Regions from separate parts of the Sus scrofa genome. Here regions 1, 2 and 3 are each linked to region 4. The links are chromatin contacts, called in public HiChIP or PLAC-seq and promoter capture Hi-C maps. All regions are on one chromosome and are shown on one strand. Each heading gives the region's core, a stretch centred on a gene start, on an enhancer-like site or on the middle of the called end of the contact. The rest is flanking DNA. Distances are from core to core; before and after follow the strand shown.

Region 1 (5,713 bases), core at 2,868-5,367, 810 kb after region 4:
GTAACAAATGTACTACACTAATTCAAGATGTTAACAATAGGGGAAAGGAGGGGAGGGTAAATGGAACTCTGTACTGGCCATTCAGTTATTCTATAAATCTAAAACTGTACTGAAAGCAAACTCTATTAAGTATTAAAAATAATTACATGAAATAGAATTTCACCATCCATAAATAAGTTGTTTTAGAACACAGTCATGCTCCGTTTACACTCTCCATGATACTTTTGTATTAGAACTAGTAGAGCTGAGTACTTATAACAGAAACCACACCATCACAAAGCCTAAAATATTTACTATCTAGACCTTTACAGAAAATGTTTACTGGCCCATTCTAAATTTCATTACCCTACATAAAAGGGAAAAAGCACATCCCATCATAAACTATTCTGAGTAAATCATTTTTAACTATTCAAAGTTGTTAAGAATCACAAATACTAATTATATAATCTGATTTTAAATTTTTAACTGGCTAGCTTCTAATATATGAAAAAAATCATCAAATCAGTGAAGTACCTGAACACCCAAAATGGCAACTCCCAGAAAAAGAATCCATATTCTACTGAGAAATGCTAGCAGACATTAACATTTCACTCCAGGGCCTGCAAAATCTAGCCTACTTACTAACACCAGAAGAATCAGAATTAAAATGTTCAACTAAGAGAAGACTGCTAAGAGTCTGGAAAAAGAAACTTGAAAAACCATGGGAAATGGCCATATTCAGGGAGAAGCAGGGCAAGATACCTGACTTGAGTCAGTGAACTGACTACAAAGAACCAAATGCTCGGTTAAAGAACAAGACTGGGAGTCAACTGATCAGCTTAGTTAGGAAAATGCAGCTTGAGTATTCTTAGGTGGGGAATCGGACAAGACTTGCTAGGTATCACCAAAACTCTAATCAGACTTAACAATCTAGAAGGGTGATCCCTCCCCCAACGAACTGCCTTGGGGACCAATTAAACAGTCATTTGTCATGCAATCTTTCTTTACAACTTCCCTCTACCCCTACCCTAAACCACTACCTACATTCCTAAGGAGACTGCCTTCCCCTAACCCTTGAACACTGATTTAGCACAGAACAAACATGTGCTAAAAATACAAACTACCCCTTTTCCTATATAACTAACTGCTCCCTAAACCAAGTAAAGCCTGCATTCTCTCTCAGTGCTCCTGGCCAGTCTTGCTGGTCAATAAAACTGGCTTGAAGTCTCGGCCCTCCAGCCTCCTGCCTCTTTAATTTTTCACTCTAACAACTATCAGAACACCATCAGGAAGTATCTTACAATTATAGTTTAAAAAACATCGTTTAAAAAACATCATGAAAATATAACAGTTGACAAGCTGAGAAAACAGATAATTACCTAATATACTGAAGTAGATTTGTTAATAACCATGGGGAATCTTGGTAAGAATCTTGTAGAAGTAATTTAGGAAAGCAATATAAAATAGTGACTAAGTGCAGGTAGACAAATCTGGTTCTGATCCTGCTTTTGACACTCACTAGCTATAAACCTGACTATTCATTCTCTCTCAGCCTCAGTTTCCTCATCTATAAAATAACAATACCTCACTGGAATGCTAGGAGGATTAAATAAGATAATGCTTGTAAGAGCTTGGCAGGGCACCTGACACAAATAAAGTGCTAAATAAATGGTAATTGTTCCTATAACTACTACTATATTTGGCTTGAGAAAATATACTTGGGATAGATAGTTTAAAATTTTTCCAACAACTCATAGAAAATCTATCCAAAGATTGAAATAAATCTCTAACAGTACATACGTATTTTTTTTTCTTTTTACTGACACCTGTGGCTCATGAACATTCCCCAGGCTAGGGGTCGATTAGGAGTTGCAGCTGCTGGCCTACACCACTCCACAGCCACACCAGATTCCAGCGGAATCTGAGACCTACATCGCAGCTTGCAACAACGCTGTATCCTTAACCTTCTGAGCAAGGCCTAGGATCGAACCCACACCCCCATAGAGACATCATCGGGTTCTTAACCCACTAGGTCACAATGGGAACTCTTCTAACGGTACATACTTTAAAAGAAGTTCTGGAGTTCTCTGGCTGTGGCGCGGTAGGTTAAGGATCCGGTGTTGTCACTACAACAGCGCAGGTGACTCCTCTGGTGTGGGTTCCATCCCTAGCCCAGGAACATCCACATGCCACGGGCGCAGCCGGGGCTGGGGGTGGGGCTGCCCTTGGAAAATCAAAAGAGGACTTCAGTTCAACAAATAGAATTGAGATTACACTCTTGGTACTGAGAATGATGGTCCCTGGTGCAATGATGAAGATCAGTCTCTGTTCCCCCTAGGATTTTAAAGCTGGTAAATCCTGCAGATTCACTACAGGACCCATTCAGGGACGTATACGATCCCAAATTCACACCGAAGCCCAAGAACAATATAGTACTATGTCTTGCAAACAAGAGAGGAATAAAAGTTTCTTGTAAACATTTAGATGATAAAGCTTCTCCACTCTCATTTCCACTGCATACCATCCCAAACTCTTCCTGACAACGAAGCCAGACAAAACGAGAAAATTCAGAGATGTACCAGGAAAGCGGTCGGAATTGTATACGTATCCTTTACAAGCGTTAGGTCTAGGTAATCAGGGACCTAAGGTCATGTGGTGGTGTATTTTGCTCCCCTGCCAACATAGACATCAGCCTGAATCAACAGCAGAAGCTTCGAGATGAAGATTCACATTCTCTCCCTCAAACCAAAAACATACACGTATAAACACTCCACGGCAAGCACTACCCACACATCCCACACACAGAAAATAGCTTGTAGCGTTTTGAGTGATCACAGCCATCCTGCCCTAAGGTTCCTAATGACGTCGTTTTCGCCCCATAATATCATCACCTGGTACTTTCCCAGAGGAAACAGTGGAAAACGATAGCAATTCCAATCGGGCAACATTTTACGCTCGCTGTCGCCAGGGCAGAAACCGACAGATTCTGCTAGACTCTACCAGGACCACAGACGGAAGCGACGAATGGCCCTCGCTCCCCCGGCGGGGTTTGTCCACACCTGTCACCACAAGTGCGCGGAAGCAGGGAGGAAGAAACCCGGAGCCACCTTGATACAGTCTCAAATCCCACTCACCCCAATCTTCATCCGACCGGTGAGGGAGTCCCGGACTAAAAGGTGACTCCATGGTGCCGGCAACGCCAGCCTGCTCCCCCGAAACACACGTTCCCCTGCGCTGGAACTCGGTGACTAATATCTGGGACGGCGGCAGCAGGCGGACAAAATACTCCGAAACGCTGTCGAGACGGTGGCCGAATGAAGACAAACTACTTCGGCACAGGGGACGTCAGAGACCAAGCTAATTTTAACCAAATCTCTGGGCAAATATTTCTCTTTTGAATTTGTCGGCATTTTCTGTCCCGCCGTTTGAAGGAAAAAAAATATATAGAAAAAAAAGTAAACTATTTCGGTTAAATAAAATATACTGATCATATTAAAAGATGGAAAAACCCACTCTGAACGCCTTGGCTTATCCCCTGAATAGCCTTAAGACCACAGCGTGGCTATATCAGAACAAAACTAGAGACTAAGCAAGTAAATTTGGTTTAATTTTTTAACGAATAACTCGGTATCAATTTAAAAATTATCTTTATACACAAGTTTGGGGAAGAAAAACACACAACTTTTTCCACATTCGTTAGAGCTGCCTCTCTACGGGCACAGTATCGGAGACAAGCAAAAATACTATGAATTAGGATTTTTAAAAAGCTTACTTTTAAAAAACAAATTCAAGCAAAGCAAATATGAAAGATAAACTCCCTAGGATCAAACTTATCTCCTTAAATATGCATCTCTAAAGCATCGTACTTGGTAGTGACAGTCCAAGCCAGACTACCCTAACATCTACAATAATGTAAGTTCCCAATCTTTTTATTACTAAAACTTAAGAACCGGTTTTGTTTAGAAAAATCCCACATACATCAGAAACTTCTACTGAAAATTTGAACTGAGTCTGATGAGACAGTTTCAAGAACGCTATTTAATGGAATGTATTTTAAAGAATTTCAGCTGTTGACTATTTAATATACTCTACCTTAAGAACACGTATCCCTCTAAGACCAAGTGGAATCTTTCCCTCGGTTACTAAACAAAACAAATGTTTCCCAGAATCCTCCAAACTACTTGTGGCTGGTTGATTACTACTGATTACACCATCCGCAGCATACGAAATATCCCTGGGACCCAACTCCGGAAAAAAGGAATTATCGAAATGCCCTGACATTAAAGGTGTTTCCTTCTATCACAAACTAACTAACCGGTTTTCATTTCGGGTGCAATTTATAAGTTTTTATTCTCACTCAACTGCAAATTCAAATATTGGCATAAAAACTAAAATAAAACTAGCAAGAGTCTTCTATTTTATATGCACCAGACACCTTAGTCTTTTTTTTTTTAAGTAAATTATCATAACTGAACTTAAGCAAATTTTCTTTTTTTGTTTGTTTGTTTGTTTGTTTTTTAAGTGCCGCATCGCCGCATATGGAAGTTCCCAGGCTAGGGGTCGAATCCGAGCTGCAGCTGCTGGCCTACACCACAGCCACAGCAACGCAGATCCCAGAGGGATCTGCGACCTACACGGCAGCTCACCGAATTGTAGGATCCTTAACCCACTGAGCAGAGCCAGGGATCAAACCTCTTCCTCCTCCTGGATGCTAGTCAGATTCGTTTCTGCTGAGCCATGGCAGAGCTCCCCCCCCTTTTTTTTTAAATTTTTGCAACTATTATATTTTATTCAAGAAGTGCAGGTAATTACAAAACATTTGTGTACTTATTACCAAGAATTAACAAATATTAACATTTTCCACTTTCAGACTTTTCATAAGAAATCAAACATTGCAGGGAGTTCTCATTGTGGCTCAGCTAGGATTAGTATCCGGGTTCGATCCCTGGCCTTACTCAGTGGATTAAGGATCCGGTGTTGCTGTGAGCTGTGGTGTATGTAGGTCGTGGGCTGGCAGCTGTAGGATTTGACCCCTAGCCTGGGAACTTCCATATGCCACCGTAGGGCCCTAAAAAGCAAAAAAAGAGAGGAAGGGAGGGAGGGAGGAAGGAAGGAAGAAAATTAAACATTGCAGATTAAGTTGAGCTCTGCTTTTTCCTCTGCTTCATTTCCCTTCCTCCACATAGACAAATTCCATTATGAATTTTGTGGTAATCATTCAAATCTATTTCTATTTTTATCATGTTTAAATATGTGTGTATACATATACATAGTTAGTGTTGTTTGGGGGTATTTTAATTTACATAAACATACCATACTAGTGTTCTCCAAGTCTCTTTTCTCATTCAGCATTATTTTCAAGTTTTAACTGTTTTTTAACTGTTACATGGTATTTCCTTGAATATATATTTTTTCATTTCCCTACTAAATGGACATTTGGAATATTTCAACTTCTGTTACATAAAACATATGCTTGTATGGGACTCCTTGTGCAAATATGCAAGAATGTCTTTTAGATATATGCTGGGTCATGAAGGAGGAGTACTAATGTTTGCCAAATTATATTAATTCACACTCACCAACACTAGATGTGATCAGACTTTTACATTTTTTTTTTTTTGGTTGTGAAGGGTGTGACTATAATTTACATTTCTCTGACAATTAAAGAGGTGGTGTATCTGTTCATATTTATTAAACCCTATTTCCTCCTCTGTGAATTGCCCATTATTATCTT
Region 2 (6,125 bases), core at 1,858-4,357, 600 kb before region 4:
ATGTTCACAGGAATCAGACTTCTGCAGCAGAAAACCTAGCCGATGTTTCATATCTTTTGCACTGCAGAGAAGAGGGGGAAAAGAGAATAATAATAATTAGATCTCTTTGAAAGATACTCTAATGGTAGAGTTTAAAGAGTTCATTACTAATAAAGGGGCAAGAAACAGTTTATTTAGGAAATAAGAGTTGAAGTTGGCATAACTCTCAGGAAAACAAGATACTGCTTCTTTTACTTATAACTTCCTACAAAACCTGGACCATGGCTTCCTTTATCAGTACCTGGAATTCTGACCCTTTGGTCTACCTGAGGACTCTCTTCTGTAAACCTGTCATTTTGAGCGATGGAACACTTAGAGAGCTTTAGCAGAAACACATTAAAAACTCAACTGAGCTCTGAGTACTTTAATTGGAGGGCAAGCCATAAACTGTGAAATATGGCACCTTATTGCTCGCCACCTGCTGGAGGGTGGTTGCTATTTCTATCTGCCTCACTGCTAACAGAGATGTAGAAGCACCTCAGGAAGTAAAGGTCTGTTCAATTCCAGCCTGAATGTGGTAAGCAATTCAGGTTATGGGATATACAAGGAGATGTGCAGCTTCAGCAGAGAGGAGTGGGAAAGGAGGGAACCTTTTCCATTGAACACAAATGCTCAGGCTGAAATCTGAGCTCCTGCAGGTTTGCTTCTAAAGACTCTCCTGCTGCTGCTCTCCTTTTGAATATCTGCACTAGAAGGATATTTACAGCATAAAGAATATGTGAGGATTAAAAACAATAAGGCTCAAAAAAAAAGCAAGGGTCATCATTGAAGCTCGTGACTGTTTAATTAAAGCAGCACTTCAGTTTATAGCCACTATTTAATAGGTAGCTAGGGTATGGCAGGCCATGTGACCTACTCAAAAAGAAGGAGCTTTTAATAAGCTTTTAGCTCAACTTTTTCATTCTTTATTATTTATTCCTTTTATCTCTTGTAAAAGCCAAGACATAGTTACAAAAGAGAAATGTCATTTTGAAAGAAATAAATGAGCAGGCGTTCCTACTTAAAGGAAGGAAAATGAAGCCACAAGGATAAAAAGACATTTAAGAATGGCTACTGATACGTTAGAGGCTTATCTACCCTCATTTCTCCAGAAAGTTTGAAATCCATAATGTTCTTGGACTGCCCCTAAAATAGTACAATAGCATCTTATCTCCCTCACAGGACTCTTTTTCCCTCTTCTGCTTTTCTGTCTGGTCAAGGGATACAAAATCTTCTTTCATGATAACAAGATCTAATCATGAAGACTAAGGAGATTCTAAGACTATGGCATAAGTATATTGTGACTAGGTTAAGACAGAAATCATTTCATGTTTTCATGTGCCAGGTCCAACTGAAATCCGACAGATACTGAGCAATGCAGAGTCATTTCATGAAGACTTGAACGTATGCTTAGCAAGTATACTACACTTGTCCTTATAACACAATACAACCCTAGAAATAAAAACCAACATGACTCCAGTGACCTCTGAAGTAAGAAACCTAGATTTTACCACTCTCTGCCACCCACCACCTATGTGACCTTGAGCTGCTCACATTCTCTCTGGAGCCTCAGGCACCAGTGTCAGAATGAAGGTGTTGGACAAGATGATTCACAGTTCACCAGCAAGGAAAGGGAAGAGCAGTTTACCTGCCGACACTGAGTGTACCTTGCCAGGTTAGCCTCTGAGCTCCTTGAGGGTAAAGCTCTAGAGCAATTACTCATCTGTCTCCTGAAATATTTACCAGAACAAAACTTTCTCCTGACACTCCTGTATTTTATATGATTAATTTTATATATGAGGCAACTGAAGCTTGGAGTAATTTGTTCCATTCAGTTCAGGAAATTAATGGTGAAGGTCAGAACCTCTGTTTTCATAGGTACTCTCTGCCAGACACTCCTGCTTCATTGTAAAGCAGCCGTGGCAGAATGAAAAAGAAAAAAGAGAGTATTTTTCCTATTCCTGCATAACAGGAAGTAAATTGCTTAGGACTGCACAAAAGACTGTGCTTTCCAAAATAATTCTAAATTGAAATTTAAGGTGATTTCTATTTGCAGAGGAACAAGACAGGGGATGGTACATCTACAAATTGACTTTTTAACTTTTAACTGTAAGATTAAGTAACGTAATATGCACTAGCTTTGTATTTTTTTAACTAGAAAACATATGAGCATTCTCTGAAAGCATTTGTGTATACCTTTTTATAAAAAAATGACATAAATAGTTGCATATCTTTTTCTTTTTTTAAATGAAGAGATGAAACATTGACAAAACAATGTCTTAAAGATGAGATTTTTTTACAGAGCCCTTCACTGATTTGTTGTGATCAATACTTCTCAACCACCACTCACATATGACATTTCAAGAACTAGAGGCAGAGGCAGAAAGAGAATAGACATATACTTTTGAAACTTATTTTATTGTAGCATTTGCTTTTAAGAACATGAGGCAAAAGATACTGCAGCATCACACAGACAGCATAGTGCTTTTCTGGTGATGTAGTCAAACTTCATTCTGGGGTGTCCTTCTCAAAATGAAATCTAGTATACCATCAGAAAGCCCAGAACCATGATTCTAAGTAGCTCAGTGACATTCAAATAACAGTAATCACAGGTAGAGGTATTGCAGACTGCTGTATAAAGCCCAAAAACCTTATATCACTTCTCAATTTGAACAAGCTTGGCCAGAGGAACTGAACAGTCCTCCAAACCAAGGTCATACACAGCAACACATGAGTTCCAAATTTGGGGGAGAACACTTTCCAAGTCACAATTTCTAGCTAGTCTTGGAGGAAAGCTAGGAGGCTCAGGCTTTCCTGACCACACTGTTTCTAACTCTAAACAACCAGGTTAGTAAATAGGATACGCACATAACTAAAAAAGTCTATCTGAAAGTTTAACACGGTTTAGTGCGTGAAAATCATCTTACCTCCTCAAGCAAGAAGCCGGCAGACCTGCGAGTCCTTTGCACATCTTGTGAAGTGTGGGATTCACGTTAGGAAAGAAATGCAGCAGGAGGAGCTGTGGCTTCTGTTTTGAGCGCACTTTGCCTTTTCTCCCGGAAAGCTACTGTCAGAATCCTCTGAGCTTCTCCCTCCCAAGCCTGTAGGGGTCTCTTTTATAGCCCAGCCACGATGGTCCAGCCAATCAGAGGGCAGTTCTGCAATGCCATCTCCTCTCAGCCTACTTCTGCCTCTCCAGCCTCTGGAAGAGATAAGGAAGAAAGCACTGACGCAATAATGCAAAGTGAGCAGGCAGAAAAATCCTTCTGCAAAGTAGACATGCAGAAAATAAAAACTTGCTTGATGTCTCCATGAATGTCTGAGGTTTTGAATTCCCTGAAAAGGAAAATAGAAATTTATGATGCTACAAAAAATGGGGTTTATTCATTTGCCTGTAAAAACAATGTCAAAGAAACTTGCCTCCTGGAAGGCAAGGGGCCAGCCAGAGGTCATGGGCTTACTTTGAGACTGACTCTCAATGCACTTCCTATTTTGCGTTGGAAATATTATACCATACATGATCCAAAATGTGATCTTCACTGTTTCCAAAAGGGAGGGGGTAGGATCTTTGTTTCCAGGAAAGGGTTTACAGAATTTGCTTTCATGGTTGTCACATTCACACAGGGAATAGCTAGATGATAGACAGTTATATGCCTGGCAACATAGACAACTAGTTTAGAGAAAATAGATTAGCTACATATGTAATCAGCCTGACTGTGGAATACTCTTCTAAAACTCTTACTAAGAAAAAGATTCAGTCAAGCACTGACAATCTCTTTTGTACATGCATGCCTCCTGCAAAAGCTTCCAAACAGCAGCTTGAAGACAAGAGGAGGGAGTTAATAAACAAATATAGACACCTATTCTTATTTTCAAGTGGGTTTAAATCTTATTATATCTTATGCAATTCTAGGTATTCAAACTAGTATTTCAAAATATTGAGAAAGAGTGAGACAGAGAGAGAAGAAAAAATATGTATTTTGTTTTTCATGTTACCAGGGCTCACAGTGAAAATAAAAATTTCCAACCCCACAGGTGCTTCTGAACACCTAGTATCTTTTGTACACAATATGATGGATTGAATATTTCAAAGAATCATGCAGGTGTTTCACAACCTGTAGTTGTAGCTCAAATACTCACATCAGAGTTATAGAGGGATCTTCTCCATGTAGAAAGGCTATGAGTGGGGGGAGGAGAAAATTAATTGCTATGTCAGAACTCAACAGCTTTCTTTTTTGTTTCTGTTTTTGTTTTGCTTTTTAGGGGTGCACTCAGGCACATGGAGGTTCCCAGGCTTGGGATCTAATCGGAGCTATAGCTGCTGGCCCACGCCACAGCCACAACAATACCAGATCTGAGTTGTGTCTACAACCACACCACAGCTCACAGTAACACCAAATCCTTAACCCACTGAGCAAGGCCAGGGAGTGAACCCAGAACCTCATGGTTCCTGGTCAGATACATTTCTGCTGTGCCACAATGGGAACTCCTACTAAACAGCTTTCATTTTTAAAGCAGAAAGGACCTGATTATAAGATACAGTGAGTTGTACTTTACATATAAGAAGCTGAGTCATCTAATGGTTAGGTGAGGAAGATGAAAAATAAATGGGTTCCAGAAAGATGCAAAGGCATCCAAGAATATAGAAGGGAAAGCGGTAAAGAGCAATGCCCCCATCACATACATAACATCCCTCACTACCCTCACCTGTGCCCCAATCCCTATCTGTGCCTGCAGAGCAAGAAGATGGCAGAGAAATATAAAAAGATGTTGGGAAACATGATCTCCAGAAAATGCATTTAAATGACAGGAAAAAAAAATCTTTGATTTTCTCCTGTGAAGATAGGGGGAAACATGTATTAGATTTGCTACTGGACAACTTTTCTTTGAAGTACAACATAGAACAAATGAATTTATTTGTGAAGTCAACAGCCATATTTGGTGGTGATGTGGAAGGGACTATAGTGCAAAATAACAGGCCAAGGAAGGTAGAGCCAGGGAGATGGACCAGTCAGATGGCATTAAAAAGGAGAGACTAATGAAAAAAGAGAGGAGATTATCCAAAGATGGACCTACGCCTTCTCTGCTTACCTGGGCACCCAAGATAATGATCATTCAAATAATTTGATTTGGGGAACATTAAGTGAAGACCTAATAGGAACTTGATATCTTCGATCTAGACCTAAAAGAAGCCTAATTTATCATGACTTAAATATAAATAGCCTCAATAGATGAGTTGAGTGGGATTTAAGACAATATAGACTAACACCTTCATTTTATCAAAAAGGAAATTGAAAGGGAAAGTGGCTTGCTTAGGTTACACCTTCTTACCAGTAGACCTACTTTCTTGACACAAGATTATGTGGGTTTTCTATTGTGTTATCCTATCCCTCAATTGTCTTATCAAATGAGATAACTATGTAAACAGAGGTATTTCTAAACCGTAAAGTGCTGGGCAAATTTTTTTATCGATATATATTATGCACAGTAGATAACAAAGCAAATGATTAATTGTATACATTTCATTCAAGGAAAACTCACTCTGCTCAATTTTCTTTTGCTCTGTGACATCGGAAGCTGCTTACAAACCTCACTGCTCTAGTTTTCTATTAAAACCAGGTCTTTTAAACTTTGTGATTTGTCCTTTAATCTCTCAAGAAATTTCATATTTATTCACTATTTAACTGTGATTTCTTTCTTTTGTGTGGTTTATTTCTTTCTTAAGAGTTTTAATATTTTAAAGAATATTTTAAAGAGTGTCAGGAAAAGCTTTTCATAAGTAAACTTATTCGCCGCAATGGGACTTGTTGATTGTGTTTGAGGAGGCGAAGACTGGTACATCATGATATCTTGACAATGTTCCACCCTCTTTCTCTGACATACACAAAGCATTAAATTCTATTATTCTATGACTTGTCATTCCCGGATGATTCTGGTAATGTGGAAGACTTCTATTCTCAAAGGATTTAATTTGTATTTATTCATTTATTTGTTATATCTTTTGAGCTCCTACTCTGTGACAGGTACTGTTTGAAGAGTTGTTAGTGGGGCGAACATGCAGGCAAAATCCCCTCCCTAGTGGAGTTTTCATCCCACTGGAAGGAGTC
Region 3 (6,074 bases), core at 708-3,207, 800 kb before region 4:
TATTTCTAGTCACAGCAAAAATGTAAAATATACTAATCTGTTTACATGATTCCACTTTCAAAAATGTGAAGGAAGCTATCATCTCTGCTTAGCCTTCTCTTGTCTAAGGTAAGCATAATTTAAGAATAACCACTCCTTTTATGACTTTGTTTCAGAAATTTTACCATTCTACTCATTTTCCTCCAGAACTAGTCTGTTAATGTCTTCTTAAAATGTAATGCTCAGATTGAACACAATACTCTGAATATAGTCTGTTCAGGGAAAAATATCAGTACAGCTGGCAACAGTCACTGTTGATCAAGTGCTATTGACAAACATATATGATGGAGTGAAAACTCCCAGAACTTCTTCAGCATAGCTCACTGATGTCAAGCCAAGACTTCTCCATATTCTTCTTACATAACTGATTACTTGAATCCTAAGCAAGGACTTGCATTTCCTATTATTGAATTCATAATTCCAAGTTTTCCTTCTATAGCCACAATCTTTTTGAACCCAGATTCTGACACCTCATATATTATATGTCCTTTTCAGCATAAATATGCGTATCTACATTTTCATCTAGGTGAGAGATTTAAAAATCAATGATAAAAAGCCTTGCCCAAAGAAAGGCGGCAGAAAGTTAATTTTCCAAAACATACTATATCTGGATCAGAGATGATCACATTAAAGAGGTGTAAAATATCTTCAAAATTATTATTGCACATCCCTCTCTTCTAAAATCTTCACACCCTCTCAGATTAATCCATATAGAATACCACTGCATCATGTAACATCTTTACAAAAATAATTACTCGCCCTATTCGCCACATCAAATTCACATGTTTCTGCTTGGTTTCTAAAACCTTCCACAATTTAATAACCTAATGAATTTTCTGTTCCAAGTTAGTCTCCTCCAGGACGTTTCCCAAACTTCCAATGTTTCCTCTTGGAACCACCTTTCATATCCAATTTCTAGCTTCTTTTGACAGGTTGAATCAAGGGAAGTTCCAATCCATTCTTGGGGGAGGGAGGAAAAAAAAAAAAAAAAACACAGGAGAAGAGAGGGGGAAAATGGAGGAGAGAGGCACTTTGGTTAGATAAAGATATATAAATGACCTAATAAATGTAAAGTGATCCTCAGGCCGCCTGCCAAGTAACAGGCATTTTACATTCGTTACCCCTCAGTTTCTCATTTATTTGCAACACCGAAGTCCTGTGCACAGTAGGTTTTGAATGAATACCAGTTAAATTTCAAACACATTGTTTTGCTAAAATAAATTAGATCGTGGAAATCAAAATCCCAGGAAGCAGAGAATAAACAAAAACAATGACTCCTAACCTCAATAAGGTAAAGTTTCCTGAACTCATTCAGGAAGAATAATCATGCTATACATGCATGGCATATGTACACTGCTCTCTTCCTCTAACTTTCGGATGAAGTATATTTTTGCCTTTTGATTCCTGATTTTGACTTTGGTTAAGCGACGTTTGAGCAACGGAGGTTTGCAGAAAGTTGACCAACATCTGCAACCCCATCACCTTTTAAAGAAATGGGTTTAAAACATATAAATGCAAGCTTCAACTGACCAGCTTCAGTTCAAGTTTCTTCTCCGTAGTTTATGCTGTATCAGACAACACCCATCCGTTTGGTAGGAAATGAGCTAGTTTGGGGGACTAAAATCCAAAAAAATGACCTGTCTTCTCTAGCCTCCCCCGCCCGCGCCGCGCCCAACGAAAACACTGCCAGGCCCCGCGTTCTGACTCCGGCCGGTGGCTCCAGAGCGAGAGGGCGCACTTAGTCTCCCTTTCTCCTCCCGCGCGTGTCTGTTAGCGCTCACCTGCCGCACCAGCCGCCCACAGGAAGACGGCGAGTCCGTGGAGCAGTTACAAGCGAAGCCAAAAATCTGCAAACATCAACCGTTGTTACTTTTCAAACATGCCGCCTCTTCCTGTAAGTCCCTCCCCGTTCCGCCCCGCCCACTTCCTGCTCTCTAGCCGCGCCGGGTGCCGGTTGGGCTCAATAGACTCAAGGCGGCTGGGGCTGGAACTGCGAGAGGACGCCGGGTTCCACCCGGAACTATTTTTCGCGGAGTTGGTGCCTAGTCGGACCTCGAGTTCGTAAGCAGTGGGAGCGCAGTGGTTTGGAGGAGTCCGAGGTTGCTATGGAGTCCCCGAAACTTTTGAAAACTGTCGGGGTTCCAGGCGAAGAGCAAGAGCGAATGGAGGATTTCTGGAGACGTGTGCTAAGCTTAAGGTGACAAGGGAAAGAGGACGTGGGGCTTTCAATGGAGCAGGGTAAGTCATAGAGTCTCAGAGTAATAATGATATCGATATTTTTTGATCATTAATTATGAGGCTCCAGGTTTTGTGTTGGATGCTTATAGGTATTATCTAATTTAGGCTTCATTAGAAAGGGAAAAGGAGGAGTTCCCGTTGCGGCTCAGCTGGTTAAAAACCCGCTAGTATACATGAGGATGCGGGTTCGAGCCCTGGCCTCACGCAGTGTCTTAAAGTATCTGGCATTTACTCGCGCTGTAGTGTGTAGGTCGCAGATGCGGCTAGGATCTGGCGGATCTGGCGTTGCTGTGGTTGGCCTGCAGCAGTTCCGATTAGACCCCTGAGAATTTACATATGCCGCAGGTGCGGCCCTAAAAAAAATGAGAGGGGAAAAAAAAAAAAGGGAAAGGGGTGCTCCCTGGTGGTTCAGCTGGTTAAGGATCTGGCGTTGTCACTGTTGCGGCACAGGTTTGATCCCTGGCCGGGGATCTTACGCATGTGCGGGTGAGGAAAAAAAAAAATTAATAAGGAAAAGTGGTTAGTAGATACTGTCATCAAATGAGTGATTAAATCAAGGAGATTATGCACTTGGCCCAAAGCTGTACGCAGTAGTTCATAAGTAGCATAATCAGGATTTGAACACAGATCATTTGATTGTGTTTGTAGGTACAACTTCAAGAGATGAGAGCAACCTAGCAGTGCACTTGGTTAGGTTAGTTCACTTTCACAGGCTTAGAAGTGATTCGTTTCCACTTGTACGGTAAGTGACACTGTCTAGGGTAGAACCCAAATCTCCTGGTGCTTCTCCCTCCCTTCATTCATCCCTCCACAGGAGCCAGGGACTCCTGGTGTTTCCCAACACTGAACTATTAGCCAAACTTGGATGTCTCTGAGTTGGATTCTTCAGATAATAATGCTCGAATGAGAGGGAGTTCATACATGATCACAAATAAGGGTCTTGCAGCAACTACTGGCCTAGTTGTCAGAGGGAAAAGCCATTTGGTTTTCTTATGGCTTGGGACAGTAGAGGCCATAATAAGACTTGTGTCTGACCACAGGCTATGGTAATATCTAGAGACAGTGATGTATTGGATGGGAAGTCTGAATTGCCTCAAGTGAAAAATAATGCTGGAAAGATTGCATTGGAAGTAGATGCAAATTCTGGTACTTTGATTTGGAGGGTGAAGGCTATACCTGTTAATATGGAAATGCATACCAATTTGAAAAAAAATACATTGCATATTCAGTAGTTTAGGGGTTTTTCCTTTCTATAAAAGTGAGCTAGGAAATAGATTTTTTTTAAATAGTGAGAGTCAGTGAAGAAAGGAGAGAAAAAAGCCTTTCTCATTGGCACTTACCAAATCAAACTGATTATTTGTGCATGCACATACTCCACAGGCCACATCTTTTCAGAGGCAGGGAAAAGGGCAATAGATAGCATAGTGGCTGAGAGCTCAGCTCTTAAGTCAGAAAGAACTAGGTTTAAATATCTCATCACACTGCTTACTATCTGTATGGACTCAGGTAAGTTGTTTAACCTAACTAAAATGGTTTCTGCATCCTTAAAATAGTGATAATATCTGGCTTATAGAGTGTCATGAAGATTAAATGGATTCATTCATGTAAAATGTCCAGCAGAATTGTAAACACTTGATAAATATTCCCTGTTGTTTTGACTATTATGATTTATACATTGTCCTAGTAATATATCTTTCAAATGATAATTACCCAACAAATGTCTGAACCATTGTTAGGAGTCCAGACAAGAAAAGAGGGACCTGTATATAAACCAAGAATGGAATAGACCATGTGGAGAGAGAAAAGTGAGGTAAAAGAAGAGCAGGATGATGGTATCTACAATAAAATAATTGCTTATTTGGGGGATAATTTTACTATAGATATGGCAAGTTGATAGTTATATTAGAATTAAAATTAGGAAAAAAACTAATGGTATTTACACAGACTGTCTCAGTTACAAGAGTAGATCTGATTTTTCAAAATTCAGTTGTCTGTTACTGGTCATTGTGAAGTGGAGGGCAGAACATCAAAAATCCAGAAATCTCAGCCTAGACTTTCTAGAGTTTTGTCATCATCCATAAAGACATTAACTACAGCAGAAAATTAGATTCCACTGTTTATGGCTGTAGCATCTTTTCCCATTTGTATCTGTATGCCCTTATATGCTCTATATCTGTGCTTATATTTCATTTTCTCTGTCAACCCTCCTTCCATCCTTTCCCAGCCTAACCTGCATGGTTTATCAACATCCAAACTCCCTATGTCCGTTGCCTCTGACCCAGATGCCTGTCAAAACCTTAACCCTCAATCTGTCCCATAAATCCCCAGCTGGATGCCCCAGAGAAAACAACACAAATTGACATTGTATTATTACTCTTGCTCAACAGCTTCAGCTCACCGCAGTTCTTGACAATCCTTTATCATTTGTCAGTTCCCTGTCTTAAAACCTTCAGTGATTTCTCATAACTACCTCCTTCCTCAGCTTCAACTTCTCTTTTTAAGCACTTGATACACATTCACATGGGTCTGCTTATTTATGCTAATTCCTTTTCTAATTTTTATTCCATGTTCCTTTTCTAGATTGCACTTTAGATCCTGGATGACAGACCTGTAAGGACTGAGCAGACCTTTCACTGACAAGATGAGATTCTCAGTGAGAGCATGGCATCCTGAAACTAGGATTTTGTCTTTAATTCAGGTGGTGTTCCTATGAGAGCTAATGCTGTTAGTTAAACTTTTTAAAAAAAATCTCTTTTTTTAAGTGACAGGATTTCCAAATTGTTGTTTCTGCTTAGTTTTAGTGGGTTTGTAAGGATGAAAGTTTTATTCCCTTGGTCTAGTGTGGCAGTAATAGATGAAATATGAGAACTGGGTCCTACACTGTCCTTGCTTGCCATCAAGTGCCCTCTCGTTTAAATATAGAGATTTCCTAGGGGCCGCGGATATCTCCAACAACCTTCTTCCCAGTTAATTGAGAAAATGCAAGCCATCATGCAACATAGACCTTACCTTCCTGGCTACCCATTTCCCTTACCACCACATTTATCTGTCTCATCTCAGAAGATAAAAAGTGCCTCCTTCACCTGTGCTATTGATCAGCACCTCTTTCTAGACTTCTCCGCTGCATTTAACACCATTAATCAGACTCTTACTGACCTAACTTCCTTTGTTTCCTCCTGTTTCTTCTGCCTAACTCATGCTTCTTAGGGGACTCTTTCTCTGCCTGCTTTTAAAATAGTATAGGTTTCAACCTTGGGTTTTTTGGTTGGTTTTTTTGTTGTGTGAATCTTTCCCTTCAGAGCACCATCCACTCGTTGTTTTAATCTGCTTGCTCAAAGATCCTAAAACTACTGCTATCCCTGACTTCTTCCTTGAGATTCAGATTTTTATTTCTTTGCCTACTAGATAGATCCTTTTGGGCGGGCTCATGAGCCATTCAAATTCTAATTTGTCCCTTCCTTTCACTTCTGCTACTGATCTATCTCACTGCTGCCTCCAGCCTTACCATCCTTACCTCTATCCCACAGTTTTTCTTCTGAGTAGCTGCCAGGATGATCAGTATTAAATGTAAATCTGATCATTTCATCAATCCCCTTAAATTTCTATATCCCTCTCTCCCTGTCACCTCCAAGATACAGTCCAATTCCGTAGCCTGCATACCAGGACCTCCCTGATCTTGCCACTGTTTATGCTTCTACTGTCATCTCCCATCACACCCACTTCCCCTTCCTGAGGCTGCTTTACACTTTTTCTTATTCTTAGTGATCCTGCATGGACTGTCTTGATTTTCTTTGCCT
Region 4 (6,188 bases), core at 2,396-4,895:
CATGATCACACTCACAAAAGATGAAATTTGTGGAGTTCCCATGTGGCTAAGCAGGTTAAGGATCCAGCATTGTCATTGCTGTGGCTTGGGCTGCTTCTGTGGCACAGGTCTGATCCCTGGCCCAGGAACTTCCACATGCCACAGGCACCACCAAAAAAAAAAAAAAAAAAAAGAGAGAGAGAGAGAGAAAGGCAGAGAGCCTGACAGAAAGGGATCAAGATCAAACTTGTAAGACAATGCTAATTAGCATTATATACCAGGCACTGGACCAGTTCAGTTACTTTACCTATGGTGTCTCATTTACTTTTCAACAACTCTATGACATAAGTACTATCATTATCATCACTTTACTGTTGAGGCAACTGAGGCACGGTGAGGCAAAGCAACCTGGCCAACTGGTGAAGCTGGATGTGAATACAGGCAGTCTGATTCCAGAGCTCACACTCCAACTACCATACTGAGTTGCTTCTGTACTACTCCTCTGAACACTAAGCTACTACTGCCAGAACACCCAACTGCTTAATACTTCAACCCTTCTCCTTTAATCTCTAAGAACAGAAATACAGAATTCGGAATACAACACTATCAAGACAGGATCATCCATAATCATAAAAAATGCATTTATTTCAATAACGACTTCTCCAAACAAGCAATAACATACGTCCGTTGTCCTTACTAAGAATTGAACCCAACAGGACAAGCAATACACAGATTAACAATCAATGGATAAAATGCTTTTAAAGAGCAGTCCATGATAATATAGCAAATAGCATAGCAATAAAAAATAAGAGAAAAGGAGATATTTAATCCACTCATTTAATATAGATAAATGCAAAGGAAGACAGGAGTTCCCCAGAAAGAGTTCACAAAGGAAGTATGGTCTAGCTGTGCCTCAAGAGTTGAGCAGATTATACAGATAAGATTAGGAAATGAGCATAGCCTGGTGGCCATGAGAAGTAATTCTGTGTAGGGTGGAGAGCAGTAAAAGAATGGTGGGAAACGAGGTAGGGTAGAGCTAGGCCAAAAAGATCCTTGAAAACTCAGCAAAGGAATTTAGACCAACAAGGATTATCAAACAGGGCAGTGCCACCATGCTTTGGAGAGATGAGAGAAAGGAGCAATGGCACAAAACAGACTGCAAAAAGGGACAACTGGAAGCAGGAAAATAAGTTAAAAGACAATTTCAGGTATGAAAAACCCAAGGTCTAAACCGGATTTGTTGCAGAGGAAAGAAGAATCAAAGGGATAAATTTGAAGCACACTATAAAGAATCAACACTGCATTATACCTGCTTAGCTTAGAGACAAAGGACAGAAGAAAAGTAGGTACCAAAGAAACAGCCAACTACCTTCTGTAAGAATAGTGAAAGATACACATGAGGTAGTTCTGAACAAATTTATGGAGTTTCCTGTGCCTCCATTTCCTCACCTGTAAAGTGAGATTAATTATACTATCTACCTCATCAGGACTATTAAACATCAAACACCATTTACACACTCAGGTTAAGAGAACCTACATCTGTGGGTCCCCTGAGGGGGCAATAACAATGAACACTAACATATATATGGCAACACAATTCTAATTGCTTTATAGATAGCTGTTCATTTAATCCTCAAAACAAATCTAAAGTACCGTTATTGAGATTACTTTATAGAGGAAGAAACTGAGCCACAGAGATAATCTGCCCAAGGTCCAAAACCAGTTAAGAGACAGAGCTAGGATTCAGACTCTGACAACCTGACTCTTAAGTAATTGCTCTTAACCATCATGCTACACTGCCTCTCAGGAGAAAGACTACTTTCTCTCTCTTCTCTCTCTCTCTCTCTCTCTCTCTCTCTCTCTCTCTCTCTCTCTCTGTGTATGTGTATGTGTGTGCATGTGTAAAAGAGAGGAGTGGCAAGAGAAAGAAACACATAATTTATATTTTTATTCAGAAATATAGACACATTGATGTCACTTTGCAAACAATTCATAAGCCAGTAGAAATGGAGAAAGGAAGGAAACGTACAGGACAAGTAGGAGAGGAAACTTTACAGGATGAAACAGATGTAATCACTTCCATGCCGTGAAAATAGTACCATTTTCCCCATTAATTCTGACAAGAAATGTGTGCATGTGTATAATGATAAGAATAGTGAATCGGAGAATTAGGCTAGGATTTTTAACAACCAACGTCTGAAAAAGCTGAAGATCTAGAAATTATGACAGAACTTGCTATATGCCCATAGCCTAATGCATCTGCATAAAAAATCAATGGCATATTTGTTAATAGTCCCCCATTATCAAATATACTGTTATTAGAATTTAAATTCCAGTATAAAAGAAATTCAGTATTTCCCCCCTCCTTTTCTGGTCTCCTACCCTCATCTCTGTTGAAATATTATGTTCCTCCCCCCACAACTGATATGTAAACCTCTTAGAGCTTTTGAAAAGTAGTCTTGGGGAGGAGCATTTACAATGAAGTCTTTTTCAGCCCCAGCTAAATAAGCCAACTCAGTAATAGTGAAAGAATATAAACTACCTCCAGTTTCCTGCGAACACAGCCCACACCTAGTGCATTTCACCTGAAAGGACTTAAAGGAAAGGCACTACATAATCATATATAACTATTATCATAATCATTATTACTTGATTTCAGATTTCATACTCCATGTACAAATAAATATAGCATAGCGTCAGGCCAAACTTAATAAAATCCTCAGGAAGCCATATGTTCAGAACATGTTGCTCTCAACCCTTCAAGCCCATTCTTCTGCTTGGTCACGGCAAGGGAAAACCAGATATTTCAACCCTCTCCCCTTACCAAATCAAAACAAAAGTGGCAAACAGGTTTTGTCCCACTCTCACGTCCCCCACAGGTTATCACCAATCCTTACTGCAAACGCTTTCGGATTATTTTCCTCATGTATTCAAGACACCCCAACTCGCTTCCACCGGACAGTTCCAACGACCGGTCCCCACTGTGGCACCCCACCCCCAAGCTGGGCATAACTGTCCACAAGGCCCTAGCATGAGAGCCTCAAGGCCCCTATCCCAGTCCAGGTGAGGCCCCACTCCCAACCGCTTGGCAAACCCCTAATCCAGACACTGCCCCAAACCCCCTCCCCAAAGCCCCCAGGCCATCCGGGCGCCCGCATCCCAGCACTCCCAGCGGATTGCCAAGGTTGAGAAACGCAGATGGGCATGCGGGGAGTGGTGTGGGTGGGCAGGCGGGCTCCTTGGCGTGTGCCAGGCTGTTGGCTCAGAGCACGTAGGCGCGCCGCGTGTCCACGTCTGTGCGCGTGGCCGTGGAAGCGTGTGCGTGGCTGCACCAAGCCCCCACCCGACCCGGTCCAGCCGTCTCCTCCAGGGTGGCGGGGAGAAAGAGATAGCCACTGGGCTGGGAGCCCCTCACCTCCCTCGGCGCGACCGACCGCTGCTCCGCCCGGCTCTGGCTCCTTCGGCGCGGCCACTCATCGGCCTCCCGCGCCCGCTCCGAATATATACCCTCATCCGGGGGGCCGGGGCGGCGGGGCGGGCCGGGAGCAGGGGCCAGGGGGAGCGCCGGCCCCGGCCACCCCGCCCCTCTGTCGCCGCGACGAGTGGCTGCCCGCACGGGGAGGAGCCGAAGTCACCCGCCCCGACACGTCAGCGCCCAGAACGCAAGCACTAGGCCCGCGCCGAGAGGGGCGCCGGGGCGGGGCGAGGAGAGGCGGGACCTCTCGCGTCACTCATTCTCCGGTCCAATAGGGATAGCTCAGGGGTCCAGTCTGCAGGCCGCCCCGTTCCCGCCCTCCCCTCCCTACCCCGCGAGCTCCCTCCTGGTCCCGGAGGGGTGTCTTTTGCGTCGGCTGGGAGGGGCGACGCCGGAGCCCCACTTAGGTATCGTGAGCGGGTCCTAAGAGCCCTGACGTCACGGTGTGGTACCGCGAGGTGACGTCCCTCGGCCTCTTGGCACCGCGGCTCAGGACGTCCCACCTTTCCAGAAACGGACCGCGAAGTGGGGTGGAGAGCTGTGTCATCGGGTGGCGGATTTCCGATCGCCCACACCGAAAGTTGCGAAAGAGGGGCGGCGGACATCCCAGCGCAGAACCCGGAGGGTGGACCGGGCCTGCCCTCTGACCTTGGGCTAGCTATTGACTTGGCCAGATAGGCGGGGCCCCATCGTCTTTCTGTTTTATGGTGTTTCAGGTCTTAAGCACGTGAGGCACAAAATAAACAACAGAGGAAATGCAAGCAAATGTATTAGGTAACCTGATGAAATGAAAACCGAGTCTGTGAGACTGAAGCCAGGTGTAAGCTTTGCAGGACTGTGAACTTAACCTCCTTGGGCATCAGCATTTGATACGAAAATGGTGGTTGGACTGCTTGACCTCCAAGGCCATTGCAGTGCCACTGTTTATAATTGCCTGTATACATATTACCTTGTGTGGAAGTGCGCATGCAGATTATGTGCTCGGCCCTGTACCTTTAAAAGCTGTGTTTATGTTAAAAGTTACATAGCACTTGGCACAGTTTTTGCAATATGTCCAATATGTTGAAATACCAAAAACATCTAGATTTAACAAAATACCTAAAAAGAATTTCAGGCATTTTAGGTGCCTGTCTTCTTTCTTCTTTAGCGCAAGGGCCTTTTAATTTTTTTCAGCAATTTCAAAATCATGCACTGCACTAAGTTAACAGAAAAATTTACACTGGCTAAGTAATGATTGTAGATACACATTCGGAAGGTTGAATACTCTATCTTACATGATCTCAGAATGTCATCTATTTGTTTGAAAAATTTATAGTATAGTGGTTATAAGCATGGGATCTTAAGACAGAACTGCAGCTTCTTTATTGCTTGGTATCTTTGGTAAGTTAACTCTTAGGCATCAGTTTTCTTATCTGTAAAACACAGATAGTAATAAAAATGGTCCCTTTGGGTTGTTATGAGGATTAAACCAATGAATATAAGAAAAGAATGTAGAACAGAGTAAATACTAAATAAATTTTAATTATTTTATGTGAGTTCTTATGCTGTGTCAGGCACTGTTCTAGGTTCTGGATACTTTGATATACTTATCATCATCTGGAAAACCTTTTGTTGTTTGGATCCTTGGTAACATAAAGAACATTTCTCTCAAATCATGTATGATAACTGGGAACAAAATTCCTCCCATTAATGTTGCCAACATCCCATTTAAAGAGACCTAGAAGTGTGCCCACCATAATGTAACTGAATGTATCTTTGTGACCTTTAAGAAAAGAGTTTAAGACAATTGCTTTCTAGAAATATACTGATTCTTACTCTTCCACACTTCTACTCCCTGAGAAAGAAATATATGAAGATTTTAGCATTCCCTTTGTGGCATGGCAGGAATGAATCAGACTAGGAACCGTGAGGTTGCGAGTTCGATCCCTGGCCTCGCTCAGTGGGTTAAAGATCTGGCTTGCCATGTTCTGTGGTGTAGGTCGAAGATGTGGCTCAGATTCTGTGTTGCTGTAGCTGTGGTGTAGGCTGGCAGGTGTAGCTCCAACTCAACGCCTAGCCTGGGAACCTCCATATGCTGTGGGCATGGCTCTAAAAAGCAAAAAAAAAGGAAATAGATGAATATTTAGAAAAATTCAAGCTAGGAGATGAGATTCAAAATCACATTCAACCCTGATGTCTTTCTTCATAAAATAAGGATAATACCTGCCTCACATGGGCATAGCAAAAACTAAAAGATAAAGGAGTTCCAACTGTGGGCATAGTGGGTTAATGATCTGGCTTGTCTCTGTGACATTGCCAGTTCAATTCCCAGCCTCGTAGCAGGTTAAGGATTCAGTGTTACTGCAGCTGTAGCATAGGTCACAGATGCATCTCGGATTTGATCCTTGGTCTGGGAAATTCCATATGCTGAAAGTGTGGCCGAAAAAAGGAGAAAAAAATTAAAAGATAAAGACTCTGTAATACTTTCTAGAGTATTATATGCATTCTATAAATCTTAGATGAATGAATGAATAAAAAACAAAATCACCATTAAAGAGTTCATTAAAGAAAAAAGTTAGAACCGGGCCCAACACAAGTATTTTCAATGAATTATTATAAAATCAAAATTTTACTTTTACCCTTTGTGCTAAAAAATTTTTTCTAGTTACTAGGTATAAGAAAGGCCTTAATCAGGAGTTCCCGTCGTGGCGCAGTGGTTAATGAATCCTACTAGGAACCATGAGGTTGAGGGTTC

The links. Promoter capture Hi-C pulls out the DNA fragments that hold promoters and counts their contacts. HiChIP or PLAC-seq counts read pairs in DNA pulled down with a chosen protein or histone mark.
Region 1: a promoter capture Hi-C map of liver shows a contact between it and region 4, with 5 times the contacts expected there. The contact joins the promoter of ATF6 here to the promoter of UAP1 in region 4. A contact is called at or near these places in 1 of 5 promoter capture datasets (liver) and 1 of 2 datasets of contacts at active chromatin or transcription factors (alveolar macrophages).
Region 2: a contact with region 4 is called in a promoter capture Hi-C map of liver, with 2.7 times the contacts expected there. The contact joins the promoter of RGS4 here to the promoter of UAP1 in region 4. A contact is called at or near these places in 1 of 5 promoter capture datasets (liver) and 1 of 2 datasets of contacts at active chromatin or transcription factors (alveolar macrophages).
Region 3: an H3K27ac HiChIP or PLAC-seq map of alveolar macrophages shows a contact between it and region 4. The contact joins the promoter of NUF2 here to the promoter of UAP1 in region 4. A contact is called at or near these places in 1 of 5 promoter capture datasets (fetal skeletal muscle) and 2 of 2 datasets of contacts at active chromatin or transcription factors (alveolar macrophages and skeletal muscle).

The regions. Positions count from the first base shown.
Region 1 is chr4:88,802,039-88,807,751 of Sscrofa11.1, forward strand. ATF6 (cyclic AMP-dependent transcription factor ATF-6 alpha) reads right to left here and starts at 4,118. Exons shown (of 17, transcript XM_021089515.1): 1 at 4,072-4,118. LOC110260306 (a long non-coding RNA gene) reads left to right here and starts at 4,152. Exons shown (of 2, transcript XR_002343375.1): 1 at 4,152-4,265.
Region 2 is chr4:87,387,357-87,393,481 of Sscrofa11.1, forward strand. RGS4 (regulator of G protein signaling 4) reads right to left here and starts at 3,108. Exons shown (of 5, transcript NM_001185184.1): 1 at 2,946-3,108; 2 at 1-61. The coding sequence starts at 2,989.
Region 3 is chr4:87,192,236-87,198,309 of Sscrofa11.1, forward strand. It overlaps NUF2 (kinetochore protein Nuf2), which reads right to left and starts at 1,958. Exons shown (of 14, transcript XM_005655379.3): 1 at 1,821-1,958. It overlaps LOC100518120 (a long non-coding RNA gene), which reads left to right and starts at 2,071. Exons shown (of 2, transcript XR_001303421.2): 1 at 2,071-2,277.
Region 4 is chr4:87,990,387-87,996,574 of Sscrofa11.1, forward strand. UAP1 (UDP-N-acetylhexosamine pyrophosphorylase) reads right to left here and starts at 3,646. Exons shown (of 10, transcript XM_001928643.6): 1 at 3,395-3,646.